Regions from separate parts of the Sus scrofa genome. Here region 2 is linked to region 1. Evidence: chromatin contacts called from public Hi-C data. All regions are on one chromosome and are shown on one strand. The core of a region is the stretch at or near the end of the contact, and the rest is flanking DNA. Distances in the headings are between cores, read along the strand shown.

What was found. Hi-C and Micro-C count contacts between places; a contact is called where the count stands out from the background.
Region 2: a Hi-C map of heart right ventricle shows a contact between it and region 1, with 1.9 times the contacts expected there. The contact joins two enhancer-like sites. A contact is called at or near these places in 2 of 47 Hi-C or Micro-C datasets (fetal heart ventricle and heart right ventricle) and 1 of 2 datasets of contacts at active chromatin or transcription factors (skeletal muscle).

Annotation. Positions count from the first base shown.
Region 1 is chr3:84,617,142-84,624,609 of Sscrofa11.1, reverse strand. It overlaps LOC110260099 (a long non-coding RNA gene), which reads left to right. Exons shown (of 3, transcript XR_002342943.1): 2 at 1,805-1,889. Among named protein-coding and RNA genes, the nearest start is that of MIR216-1, 710 kb to the left of the region's middle. Within about 2 kb of position 3,024, at least 3 of the 83 cell types and tissues checked have an H3K27ac peak or open chromatin away from gene starts, as enhancers often do.
Region 2 is chr3:85,087,678-85,095,145 of Sscrofa11.1, reverse strand. The region is part of intron 16 of CCDC85A (coiled-coil domain-containing protein 85A); the gene reads left to right. Among named protein-coding and RNA genes, the nearest start is that of MIR216-1, 240 kb to the left of the region's middle. Within about 2 kb of position 3,380, at least 5 of the 83 cell types and tissues checked have an H3K27ac peak or open chromatin away from gene starts, as enhancers often do.

The sequences.
Region 1 (7,468 bases), core at 1,775-4,274:
TTGATCTCCCTAAGTGTCTTGTTTGAAATCCTAGTGAAAATCAATAAAATTTTATCTTAAAACTGATATAGGCACAAAGACTATCTGTTTCCACACTCAGAGGCTGCCAAGGAGAAACACTTAGTTGAGAGAACAACTTGTTAAAATTGTGTAAGTTCCCTGTTCCATTTTTTTTTCGGAGTCCTTTTTACATGAATTCTTTCCCAGATAAGTAAGAATAAGTTCCTGAGAGAGATACTTGGGATTCTTTTTAATATATAAAAGAAAGAGAAACCTGGTTCCATTTTATCTTTTTTTTAATGTGATAAAAGAAAAGATTGCTTAGATTTATCAAATGTAGAGGTTTCATCCTCTTATGGATGGAAAAAAATAGTAAGTCTAATAAATAGACTGACTGTAACACTTATAGATTCACATAATTCAGATAAAATTTCATACTATTTATTGTGCGTTGTCTCAGTGTTGGAAAAATCTAATCAAGACCTTGTGTGTAGTGTTCCTTGGGCTTTGCCTGTGCTTACAGAGGACAATGACCTCAGAAAACTGTTACTCAAAGAACTGATCCCAAATTCCATGGGCAACTAAGACAATTTATATTTTTAATTTAGTTTTGAATTTCTGGCTTGACCCATGCAGAAGTTTGATTTTTGACTTGAGCTTATTTATTTGCTCACTCACAATACAGTAGTGGTAGTGACAATACCCTGATTTTCCTTTGGATAATATTTTATGTGTTCACTTATTTATTCTCATTTAATTAAAAGAGTTCTTTCTGGATTCAATGGCTTTCAGCTCTGGCACATAGTTTTCTCTCTATGCATTTATTTAACAAATGCTTATTTGTCATGTTATATATCATGGCTGGAGTTAGATGCTGGGGATATAATTAGTTTTTGACTGGATGGGAGGGATTTCGTAGGAGTCGATTCTTGGAAAATATCTATGCCAAGTGCCAAAGCTATAACAAACCATGACATAATTAATGTTTATCTCTAATGACTTTTAACTTTCCTTTTAGTTCTGAAAGGATTTCTGCAAGGAGCTAGCTCTCTTTTTGCAGTCATAATTTAACCTCCCTTCAGGATTCTGCCTGCTGTAGAAGCAACACCCTTCTGTCAATTCTCACCTACCCAATTCTTTCCTCCTGAGGGTAGATCACATCACAAAGCACAACCATAGGCCTGAGTCTAAGCAGAACTCTCTGTGGGGTTATAGAAGGAGCTTGGACACTTTGGGGCTGGGGTGCCCACATTATATCTGAAAGGCCACCTGCAGGGCTAGACAGCCTGTCAAGAAGTAGAAGGGTGTGAGCTGCAGGCCCCTATCCAGGGGTGACCAATAGCTCCCAGTGCTGTCAAGTGAAGGTCATATGAAGAGATTTTATTTGTCAGTCCAGTAGCTCTATTTATAACTTTTAAATATTTAGGTAGCTGTTACATTGACTCCATTACTTCTCTTGTCCCCAGCCCTGCAGAGGTTTAGGATTGATAACTCCTTGCCACCTGCTGCCTCTTCTCTGCACGAATTGTGCTGGGCACCGCAGCCTCTCACCAGCTTCCCTGGCACTACTGCTCCCTCCTGCCAGCTGCTCTGCCACTGCCTCTTTGGCACTAGGGCCTTTACTGCTGTTCCTCTTAGGAAATGCGAGAACTCCCCTGGTGCGAAGGCTGTGTGAGAAGCATGCTTTGCTCCAGGTTTGTCTTTAGTGTTATCGTCTCTCAGAGGCAACTCAGACAGTACTGCCTGCACTCTTATTTTGAAAGAGATATTTGAGTGAAATACTTCTTTCTGTTTTCATACACAGATTTCATGGGACTCCAATATGAGTCCAATAAAGACAAAAGACATATTCCCATGACAGAGAATATTATCCTGTGAGGAGATCAAAGGTAAGTAATTTGCTTAATGACATACAGAAATAAGTGACAGAACTGTGCTTAAATTCTGTGTTTCTGATTTCAAATCTAGGGCTCTGTATGTGATACAAGGCTGGCACTTGGTTTCATTTTATTAGCACTTAATTACTTCCTTTTGAATTATCCTCTAATTGGTTTATTCATGTTTATTTGCCTTGTCTCTTAAGACTGTGAACATCTGAAGGCAAAGTCAAACATCGTTAAGGCACTGTATCTCCCAGAGCACATAGGATAATGCTGAGAAAATAGGAGATGCTCAGAATAAATTATTGGATAGCATAATCTTGTTCTTTGGGATACTAATCTGCTCTATGAAAGATAAAAAGCCTTCAGAGTCAGGGAAACCTCTTTCACATCTCTGCAACATCGTTTACTATTTGTGAGATCTTTTCTTTTTTTCAGCTGGGGCATACTGGAAGTTCCCGGGCTAGGGATCGAATTGGAGCTGCAGCTGCCAGCCTATGCCATAGCCACAGGAACACCAGATCTGAGCTGCCTCTGTGACCTAGGCCACAGCTTTCAGCAACATTGGGTTCTTAACCCATTTAGCAAGGCCAAGAATCAAACCAGCCTCTTCATAGAGACGACACTGTGTCCTTATCCCACTGAGCCATAATGGGAACTCCTATTCATGAAATCTTGGACAGATTTCTTACTCTTATATTTTGTTTCTTCATATCTAAAATGGGCAAGGAAAAAAAATTACCTAATGAAATGACTATGATAATTCAATTATATAACATGTAAAACACAGAGAACATAATATACTCTTTAAAAATATACTAGTATCCTACGCTTCATCATTTTCTAATAAAATTTCAGAAATTGTATGGTGGGTAATAGTTCACCATTTTACTAAGAAGTCACTTTAAGACTGATAAATGTGTCAGCAACCAGCTGTCCTATTAACTCCATGAATATTTTAATGATGTTTACAGCTCCAATGGATATATTTCTTCTTTAAAACTTAGTAGATACCAAGGATGTGTTACAGAGAGTCCAATGGACCATGAAGCACTCAAGCATATTCACTTCTAGACATAGTGGACATGGGTCTCAAGTGGGCTGAGCTAGCATGACTTGGAGCATCATAGCCATTACTTCTGCTCAGCTGTTCAGTTTTCCAGAGAAAACATTTGGCATCACTCAGAGTCATTATCTGCAGCACGGGGTCATGCCCTTACTGTTCTTTAGTGACCTCATTCTCACATTACAAAAAATAAAACCATGCTCCTCACTTGTCTGAGAACTAGTCCCGGTTTTCTATGTTTTAAGGGAAAATTTACAAAAGCTCTTCTTCTTATAAGTGGGATCCACATGGGTGCATTTAAATAACTCATCATATCTCTAGAAATTAACACTTGTATAGCACCTCAATATCTTAAAAAGACAGTACTGTTTAAAGACAAATTGTGCCACATTTCTACTGTCATATGTACTAGGCTGATTTGAAAGTTCCTTAAAGACAGAAACCCTGCCATTTTCCCCACTGTATACAACACTGTGCTAAATACATGCTATGAAAACCCTAGCAGGCAAATCTTCTCTTGGATCCCTCCCATCAGACTTGCTTATCCCCTACCAAAAGTAGAATTCCTCATATTTGATATGGACGGCAGAGAGGCCACCTGCCAGTTGAAGAAATCTATTTAAAGAATTGACTGCCGTTCAACATCTATCTTTCAGCTCTAGCTGTAGATGGTTTATTGTGCAAAATAAAAGGCTTGGGTATTCAGCTGACAGAAAAAGTAGAAACCTCTTTTGTTTGTTGACAGAAATAAAATGTGTCTTGTCATAGATGTTGATATCACATATTAATCGCCCCTGCTGGGAAACATGGGCCCCCTGGTGTGGTGTGCCATAAATATTGATGTGATCACCCCGAACTGGCAGGACGCCTGGGAAGCCAGAAGAGGTATAGATAAAAGGATTTTCATAAAGGTGCTCTCAACTGCTCTCCATCCCCCTCTTTTTTTTTCTGCTTTGGAATCTATGCATCTCTAATTGCTTCTCCATTCAAATCTGCAAAATTTGAAAACCTTTCCAGGTAATCCAGGAATGTGGTTGAATCCCCTCCCCTTTGTCAGGTAGAATATGTAATCCTCTTATCTGTCACATTTTAAATGATTTTTGACAGAAATTGTGGCTTCCCCCAGCTGGCTGCCTGTCCAGTGAGTGAAAGGTTGTCTGGCATCAGCTGCTGATGAGGAAACATCCAGGCCATTTCAGCTGCAGGGGTAGGATTTTATGCTGTGATGTTATTTTCAGTTGAGGGGACACTTTCCAGTAATCAAGTTGACAGTCTTTCTTAAAGTTACATGCCGTCCATAAGAAAATTGTTCTGTCTCTGAAGACTGAGCAAATGCTTATGCTCGCAATGGCAAAATGCCAGCTACCTTGTGACATATTTGTTGTTTCACTGCTTGCCAACCACAAGACATAGCCTGAATTGTGACCAAAACGAAGTCAAAATAGGGTTCCTTCAATGAATTGTAAGGGTATATTACTTCAGCGGATTGCAGTGGGGATTATTTCTGCAATAATATATGTTTCTATCTAATAGATATTTATTGAACATCCCATGTAGTGACAGGCACTGTTCTAGTGGATATAGGGATAAGCAAGTGAGGCAGACAATGTTCTCATAGTGGGACCTTCCAAAAGACAAACAAGGGACATTTTAAGACTATTCAGAACAGTAAAATAGAATAGGAGACTGGGCAGTTACTATGAAGTGTAAATTTTAAAGTTCTAGCACCAATTTGGATGGACCTAGAGATTATCATAATAAGTGAAGTAAATCAAAGAAAGACAAGTATCATATGATATCCCTTATATGTGGAATCTAAAAAAATGATACGAATGAACTTATTTACAAAGCAGAATTTATTTACATGGAAAAAAAAACAAAAACAAATGCATGGTTACCAAAGAGTATGGTGGGGAGGATTAGGAGTTTGGAATTAACATATACACAGTACAATGTATAAATTAAATAAACAACAAGGAACTACATAGCACAGGGAACTCTACTCAATATCTTGTCGTAACCTATAATGGAAAAGAATCTGAAAAAGAAAACATATGTACAACTGAATTGCTTTGTTGTACACTTGAAACTAACACATAATTGTTAATTAACTATACTTCAATAAAAAAAGACAGTCTCATAACATTTTTAAAATAGTCACCAGCAGGTTACAGATGAAGTAAGATTTTGCCAAGCAGCTCATATAAAGACTTTAATGTAGGAATGTTAAGTATTTTTGAGGAACATTTTGATCAATGGCTTTAAATATTCTTTCAAAAATATTAAATGACAAGAGAGGGAAATCTGACCCAGGGTATATGAAAAGAGAATGCAGGAAGCATAAGGAAACTGAGGGGAAGAAACTTTTTTAAGGATATTTTACAGAAAAATAACTTTAAGCTCTTCCAGCCAAGGTCTGGACAACTAGGATCAAGAACAGATGACATGATCACCCATCCTTATCTAAGATGAGAACACTGTTGGTAAGAGATTCTGATAGAGCCTCTGTCTCAAAGGGCTGTCCGGGAAACCTTAGTTTGGAGGAAAGCCCATCTGCCTTGGGAAGCAGTGACAGTGCCCCTCTTTTGTATCTGTTCCTAGTGCTTGGCTTAGTAGTTTACAAGTGGTATAGATGGTGTCACTGAGTAAGCAAATGTGAAAAATCTGACTCTACCCCAGTTTGGAAATCTAGACTTTCTGGAAAGCTATGTGGAATGTTTTGTCCTAATCTGTACCATTTTTGCCATTCTGAAGCACTTGAAGAGAGACCTTTAAGGCAGAAAGAGGCATAGATTCAGAATATTGCTCAAAATTGCTCTAGACCTTTATTTTTTCAATATTTACAAACGAATACCTTATGAGAAATGCCAGTGAATTACAGTAACTAGGCTAACTTAATTTGACTTCTTTTTGTGATCTTGTAAATATGCTTAGTCCAGGAAATCTAAAGATTTTTTTTGTAATGTAAAGCATGCTTCAGATTATTCTCTCAGGGAAACATGAATTTAAAAATAGGTCATATTGACTAAATTAGACTTTTTTTTTAATATGGGGAGATTTTATTCAAGGCACTCTTTTTTTTTATTTAGATGTGTTTTTCTAGAACCTATTCTATCACATCCCCCCGAATTTCTGAATGGAACATGACGGTTATCCTTGGGAAGTTTTTTAGAAATGGTCTGAGAAATGCAATTAGACTCTTTTAGATGGGGAAGTAGCACAGGGAATTTTCTGTATTCAAGGTTTGGTAATGACTACTAAAAAAAGTTCTTATATTTAAATGACAATTGACAGCTTAAGAAAGACAGGTTGGATCCCTTTGCCTGTCTTCAGAAGCTTAAAGTTAAAGAGATCAAATAATTCTGACTCAAAGCCATATTAAAGAGCCTGGCTAATGTGGGAAATATATTATAGAATCTGATCACAGGCTTTATGCATAAATTGGATTTCATAGATATAATGTGAATTGCACAAAGCAACCTATCCAACAGGGGAAGGACCTGACAGTGCTGAGAGATTTCGTTTGGAAGGGTTTGAAAACATTGGGTATTTCAGCTTACTTTAAGTGATAGATGAATGGGAAAAACTAAATATTTGATATTAAGATTTTTAATTAAAAGAAAAATCATATTAAATTATTTAAAAAACTGTTTCAAACAACTTTGGCCAAACTATAGGGGCTTTGAGTCAATTCTCTTCTTTGCAAAGCATTACGTTTTTCTTCTGGATTGGTGAGACAGCAAACATTTGTGAATATTTCCGGTCCCTACTGAATTTTGATTGAAAAGAGAAGAATAGGCATTTTGATAGTTACTATGTTCTTTTTCTTGGGCTTTCTGACCTTTCCAAAATAGAACTGTCAATTGAATTAAATCTTGTATTGAGTACTTTGTAGTGCAAGGGCTTGAGGTTGAAGAAATATGACAAAATGAGTAAAAAAAAATTCCTATGCTTAAGTTATCCAGTCTAGGGTTAGAGGCATCTTTTTATTGCCCGTTGGTTATAACAATCTGAAATTTTTGTATCAGTTTAAATTCAGCCTGTCCCAAGCTGAATCAATGTTAGTGATGAAATATAGCCTGAAATATAGAAGCCATTCTTTCTTTTCCTTTTTTTTTTTTTTTTCTTTTTAAATGGCTGCACCCTGGCCATATGAAAGTTCCTGGCCTGGGGACTAAATCCAAGCTACAGCTGTGGCACTAACCCACTATGTCTAGCTGGGAGGTGAACCCTCACTTCTGCAGCCACTCAAGCCGATGAGGTCAGATTCTAAATGCATTGTACCACAGCAGAAATTCTTCCTTTACTTTTTGATTTATAAGTTTATTTTATTTATAAAAGCAGGAATTTATAGAAGCCATTCTTGAAGCCTCTCTCTACCCTTCACACTCAGTCATTAAGTTCCTTCAAATATATCTCTTCAATGTCTTTTTTTTTTTTTTTTTCCCTTTTCTTCTTAGGGCTGCACTTGTGACATGTGGAATTTCTTGGGCTAGGGGTTGAATCAGAGCTGCAGCTGCTG
Region 2 (7,468 bases), core at 2,131-4,630, 470 kb before region 1:
CATGAGAGGATAGTTAGCTTAAATTTGAACACTTGTTTTTAATGCAGACAGATTTCTTTGAGGTTTTTTAAAAAATCTAAAATATTTACTTGTTATATTTGTTTCTGCCCTGTTTTATTTTTGAAGGTTGATGGTTTCAGGACCTTTCACTTCACAGTTTGAAAATATACTTATTTTGAGAAAGAATAATTCATTCCAGTCATTCTTGAAACTCAAGTACATGTGAAGGATTTGAAGGGTTTATGATTATAATAATGTTCAGCAATTTTCCTATAAAATTTAGTGAAGTTCCACTGTATAATATTTTTACTGTGAGGATTCAGATATGCTTTATGCTAAAGGATGTCCTCTCAAAACATGACTATACCGTGGTACAAGTTCTGACTAGGAACCACAACTGACCAGGGTGTGTGACTGCCCAATATGGGGTAATTTGACGGTGACCAGAAAACAGTGGATTTCTAGAACTTTGCCTATCTTGTCATTTCTTCTTTGGGTTGGCACTGAGACTCTCTTTACATTGGGTTACAGTGAAAATACATTGCTTGGGACAGAAACAGTAATCGACTGGAATCCAGGGATAGCTAGTACTGAAAAATACAAATCTTATTTTAAAACTTTTCTGGGGGAGTTCTCTTGTGGCCTAATGGTTAAAGATCTGACATTTTCATTACTGTGGCTTGTGTTTGATCTCTAGCATGGGAACTTCTGCATGCTGCCAATGCTGCCAAAAACAAAACAAAACACAAACAAAAAAACAACTTATCTGGGAATTATAGATACAGAAAATGACAGGTAAACTTTTTTGTTCCTGGGAGGAGGAGGGAAGAAAATTAAAAGCTACATTTTTCTTCCGCATTTCTGCATTGCATAGATCACACACACTTGGTGTGTTCCTCTACAGTCTTAAAGTAGTTGAAGTGTTGTCCTGCTTTTTCTCATTGAGAGTATTTAGTCCCCTCCCCCTTTTTCTTTTCTTTTGGAAGATACTACTTTATTTCTGGGAAAATTTTCTTTGCTGTAGAAGAGAGTATTCAGGCTTTTAATGCAATAGGCACCCACAGAGAGAAATAGGGTCCTTGAAGCTGCCTTGTTTAAATTTGAAGTGTTTTGTTTGGGTATCTCCAAATTATCTTGTTTTGATGGGGACTGATAAGTGTCTCCTTTTCTACTTTGATAAAAATGTGAAATGGAAAAGACTGAACTGTTAAAAGTATAAATAAATAGACATCATAGAGGATGTGAAGGACACTGAAGATAGGAGGTGTGTTTTCCCTTCTAATACAGTTTTATAGAATCCTGCCCAGTTTAATTCTCTCCTTTAGATCACAGGAGGAAGGGAGGAATGCATTGATTCAGTAAACAAGTGGATAATCTGAGGATCTTGGAATTGGGGCCAGTGTTCTGCTGGTACCAGGAGCTCTTTAGAGAGGAAAAAGAGAGGGCTTCAGAAATGCTCCCAGTGCCGGCAGGGAGCAGGGGCACATGGCAGGTGTAGTAATGCCTTAACTGCTCAGGAGAAAGTTACAGCAACTTTATTTTTCTCTGTCCTGTATCATTTCAGAAAGTGACAGGGGATATAAGTGATATTACTCAGATGGCTGTTTCTAGACGTCTCCATTTCTGGAAGTCAGGATATATCACTGTGATAAATGCCTTTGCTCTCTAAATATTCCACAGAAATATCAGCTCTGGAGGAAGAATGTCCTGCCAGCTGACAGGAAGGATGATGGATTTGGGGTGAAGGGTCTATTCTGGGCCTGGCTGGCTCTGGAAGGGGCTCCGTTGCTTGGGTCTCCAGCCTTGGTGACTTCAAGGTTGAGGACAGCTCTGGTGTCCTGCTGAGGTGCTGCGATGGGGTGGTTCACTCATGCTGCTTCCTCCAGTATGACTTTCCCTTGGAGAACAGGGAAGCAGGTGATGCGGACCATTGGTGCCTGTCCACCTCCTGGAAGGTGCCTGCTTCTCTGCCTGTGTCTCAACACCTCGGTTTCTGCTCAAAGGCCCTGGCATCCCAGGGCTCTTGTGGCAACACCCTCAGTCCTGCCTGATATGCTGGTCCCTTCTGGGTGGATCCCTGCTTACATGAATAGGTGGTCACAGCTCCTGAAAGTGTCATGTCTCCCTGAGGTATTTCTCCTTTTTCTCTTTTTATTTAATAGACTGTGTGTATTAGAGCAGTTTCAGGTTCCCAGCAAAACTGAACAGAAAGTTCACATATTTCCCCTATACTTTCAAGGTGTTTCTATTTTAACAAGTACCTTCTGGAAAGATAGAGGCTCATAACAGCAGTGGGAGCTTTAGGCAGGTAGCAGTCACTGAGGGAAGAGCTAGGGAGTCATCACTGTAAACCATAAGGGTGATGATGACTAACCTTTATTAATCACTTTTAACGGCAGGGGGTAAATGCAATGTCACGTGCCTGACTTAATTGTCATGACAACAGTCTGATCTGGTTTCCATTAGGATCCCCATGACTGGGAACTTTAGAGAGGGCAAGTCCCTGGTCCAAGGTCATATAAATATTGACTGGCCAAAATAAAAATTCGTACCAGGGAGTTGGACCCGAAACCCATACTCACGGCTCTTGTAGTTGTCCTAAAGATTGTGTCAGGTGGGTGTCTGTGTCAGGGCTCTGGTAAGATTAGGTGGAACTTCTTTGATAAAAAGGCAGGGGTGGTGACCTTCAGGGAAGAGTTAGAGGCCACTGGAGGGAGTTGCTGGGAGAATGAATAGCTGAACCACACTCTTCCCTCTGTCTAGTATCCTGCAGATGCTGCTCGGTGACAGCTGTGGGGGAAGCCAGAGGCCGGGAGAACCTGCTGCTACAATCCACATAGATCAGGTCTACAGGGACAAGGGGAAGAGGTGGCCGTCACCATGAGAGGGGGGCCACCAGACATGAGCGCTGCCTTAGGTAGAGGGATGTACCCACTGCAAAAATCACAGCCTGCCTGGGAGAAAAAGCCTGTTTTTCTTTATTCCTTTCTCTTGCCAGGGCCCCTTATTGGCTGAGCCCAGTGCTAAGAGGCAGGGAAGCTGAGGTGATGCAGCTTTCTGGGGCACAGAGCAGGGTGGAGGAGGGGAGAGTGACTTTGCACAGGCACTCAGAAAAAGCCTTGCTCACAACCCATCTGAGAGCCTCTCCCAGTAGAGCAACCTCAGAAAACACCCCATGGCAGCTTTGAGGTCACTAGGTCATTGGTCAGCAGCTGCATTAGGTCAGTCATGTTTGTATAGACAGCATCTTTCCCTTGACCTTGTTGTGTATCCGTTTTCTCTGAGCCTTTAAGAAGAAGCTTGCATCAATTTGCTTTGCCTTCCGAGTAAAAGCCAGCATATTTGCAGAGGGCTAGGCTCCCCCCTTCTGGATGTCTGTGTAGTTTGCAAATTCTTGACCTTGAGTGGCACTGGTATGTAGTTATCCCTCTGTGTCTACGCCTAGGCCCTGGGGCATTTGTGTCCTTCAGATGCCCCTTCCTCTGATAAACTTTCCAAAGGTTCAGCGTTTTCCGTGTCTCATTAAAATTTAATTTGCTGTAACATTGCCAAGCCCAGCCATAGCTTTATTTAAATGGCTTCATTGCCTCATTCTTTGTATCGCCTCTGCTTTTGAGGATCTTGAGGCAGTAAATGCCATCAGCCAGCATCCATGAAGGGCAGGTGGGGCCTTGTCTGAGATCTGTGTGTTCATAGGTTTCGTTTCCCTACCACTCGGGCAAGAGCTGTGTGGTTATTGCGAAAGCTCAGTGCATGGCAAGGCCTTGTGGGATAGCAGGAAGCATCTGGAAGCAAGTATTAATTCATATAAGGGCTTGGTACTTGTTTCATTTGGGGAAACCTCAAAATACAGTCAGGTTTTAAGTTAGACTGCTATTCTAAGCATTCTAAGCAATAGAAATGTCCTCTGGATCCTATCCTGAAATTCGTGTAGAGACTGCAGTGGGTTTTTTACAATTATTTCTATGCACCCACGCTTGTACATGAATACTTTGGAAAATATTCTTAGTTTGAAGTTAGAAAACATGCAAGCTTTCTGTTGGGAACACTGTTGAGGATATTGCACTCTGTATTAAGAATTGGATGATTCAGACCTGGCTGGGAGAAAAAGCAAGGAAAAGCCGTCCTTGGGCTTCTGGCAGGGTAGGTGATGTGACAGCCAGGTGAACAAGGGAAGAAACAAGGGAGGAGGGAGAGAAGTCAAGGGTTAAGACCATGACATTTGCCCTGAGGGCAGAGAATTCCAGGTCTCCTAAGCAGCCGGGGAGTAGGGATTTCTTTTCTGGATTTTGAGAAGTGAATATATTAGAGGAAGGATTATTAAGTGATTCAAATTGCTAATGTATGCTTCTTTTAAAAATATCAGAACATGTGGAAAAACTGAGGCAGTTGGCTAATTTTAACAATTAGGTCTCTGTTCATCGAGTGACCATTTGTTGTTTTCAGAGAGACTGTTGAACCAGAACACATTAGTGCATTTGCAGGATTCTAGGCGCAGAGGTGTCTTCGTGTAAATGCCATCTTTTCTCCTTTCTTTTCTTGCCAGATTTCTAATATGGCTTCCTGACCTCCCTTCTCTCCTGTTTTGTTTTTTATTCTGATTCCTGTTTATTCTCTTTTTACTTCAGTTTAATTCTCTCCCTTTGTGTGTGTGTTGTTGTTTTGTTTTGCTTTTTGGATGGTTTTGGCCCAATACTCGTCCTCATCTGATGTTTTCTGTGCTGTGTACCTCATCATTTCCTCCCCTAAGCGCATCCACTGGAACCTGTAACACTCAGATATGTTCACAGTCTTTGGGGAAATGAAGGGCACGGGTGCATTAGACCTGCCCTGAGGCGGCTCTGCCTTGAGGTGGCTCTGCTTTCTCCTCATAGGTAGCAAATAGTTTGTAAGCCCAAGTGTCCCACTGCCTGTCATATATGAGGGGCTTAGTTAATGTCTGAAGGAGTGGCTGTGCTTTCTTAAAAAGGTGAGCCAGTAAGAGTGGGAGATAAGGGTTACTCTTTGGGAGAATGTTGGCAGGTTTCTTCTGGATTTGCCTCTGTGTATGTTGGCTTTGCCACTTTGATTGTTGTTTAGTCTTGGACTCTATTTCTCTCATAACTGTTTAGTTTCGATGGGTTCTGCTGTTTCTTTTTCCTTCTCTGTTCTTAACGTTGTTTACATCAAGGTGCACCTTCCTCCAGGTTTAGCCTCCTGAGGGATGTGTGGCTGCTGGCAGCCCCTAAGTGTCTCCCTCCAGGGCTGGATCAACACCAGCTCCCTGCTTCCTCTCAGCCTTCATGAACTCTTTGTGCTGTTTCTGGCCTTGTCATTGAGACACCTCCACTTCCCTCCCTTCTTTGGTGTCTTTATGGATCCTTCATTCTGCCTTCCTGAACGACATGGGTCTTGGTCTTTCTAGGATGAGGAGCTCAGGTGTCATCACACCAGATGAGCACTGGGGCATGTGAAGGGCCCTGAGAGAGTAGAATGTCCACAGTGGGACATTATCCCATCACATAAGCTATGTTATTCAGTGTGATGTATTTTTAAATTTTTCTGTGAGATTCATTTACCAGAGTTTCAGTGGCCAATCACTTCATGTTTCTGGAGTACTTGCCCAGGCCAGGCATGGCCAGGTTAATGATGAGCAAACCCTGCCTGCTTCCGTGGAGCTGATGGTCTAATAGGAGAGCATTAGATGTTAATCTAATGATGTAAAATTGCACCTGTGCGGAGGCTTGATATATAAGTGAAGAGATACATTATGATCAGGGTGCCTTGGGTATTTTTAAAAGCTTTTTATTAAAGGATAATATATATTTAGGAGAGAACACATATTATAAGTGTACAGCTTGATGAATTCTCACAAACTCAACATTGCCATGTAGCCAGCACCAAATCAAGAAACAGAACTTTACCAACACACAGAAGCACATGCCTCATGTCCTCTTCAAGTTCCTATTCCTTATTGAAGGATAAACTATGATTGAAACTTCTAACACTGTGGGCTGGTTTAAAGAATAGGTCACATATGAAGCCAGAGAAGGCTTCTTTGAGGAAGTCTTGCTTGAGCTGAGACTGAAGGGTGAGAAGGGCAGGAGTAAGATGAAGATTGATGGAGGAGTTTCCAGATAGAGGGTCCTCTGGCAAGAGGGAGTAGGAGGCATTTGAGGAATTGAAAGACGACCAGCATGGGATGGGACGAAAGAGTTCCTGGTACAGGATGAGGCTGGTGAGGAAGGGAAGGCTGGACCATGCTGGGTCTTGTAGACCACTGTGTCGGGTTGTGTCTCATCCTAAAAGCAGCAGATCTGGAGAGGAGAGTGTCAGATTTCGTTTTTACAAAGAGATCACTCTGGATGCAAGGTGGAGGTTGGATTGGAGAAGGGTCAGGGTGAATAAAGGGGGGACCAGTTAGGAGCTTATTTCAGTATTCTGAGCTGGAGAGGAGGTGGCTTGGTCAAAGCTGGTGGTAGCAATGCTGAGAAGTGGGCAGATTTGAAAGATGTTTCAGAGCAGAGATGAACACAACTTGTTGATGAATCAGCTACTGAGGCCAGAAAAGGATGGTGTCAAGGATGACTTGTAGGTTTCTGGCTTGGAAAAATGGAAGAAGGGTAATTTCAGTCCCTGAAGTCATCTGCCATCTCGACTAAAATGACTCTGCCGAATGCAGTTTTGGGACAGTGTTGGAAAAACCAAGGACAGGTGTGATTAGTTTTGTGCTCATTCAAGCAGTTATTGGTTTTGGTGACTTTCAGTCGTAGGTTGGTACATTTGGGTATTAAAAGACTGAGTCTCATTTCCTCATCTATTTCCTAACTTATTCCTCTCTACTTTTGAGGCACATGGATATGCATCCATACATCCATATACATCTGTGCACACATACATAAATACGTGTGTGTACAGCCGTATGTATTTATTATATATGTAAAAGTGTAGTTTGTCTTTTCCCTTTTAGTGACAGGATTTAGCTAGAGTTGATATTTGGAGGAATGATGAGATCTGTTGAATTGGATAAATAGGAAAGGATGAATACCTTACCTCCTGTTCGTAGCTCAAAACATACTCTCAGCAAGCTCACAGAGGGGCTCAGGAGTCCCTTTGGTGACACTGTACAAGGTTATTGATGCTGTCTCCCTGTACTTGTGGTGGTGGTGACAGCAGCGGTATCAAGGATAAAAACGTGGATCCTGCTCCAAAACAATTGAATAGAGGTGATAAGATAGTTATTCAGTGTCTGTTGTGTGTGACAGTATCATCTGATTAATTCAGTTAAAGATCAAGTATTGTACTAAATGCTGTGTAAAAAACTGTAGATGGAAATATGAGCAACATTGACTCAATTCACAAGTGCTTATTAATTTCTTTATGCTGTGCTGGATGTAGAGTTTCAATGGTGACTTGAAACAAACCTGTCCCCTGCTCTCATGGCACAGATAGGCTAGTGATGTATACTATGAGGGAGAAATCCCTGGTG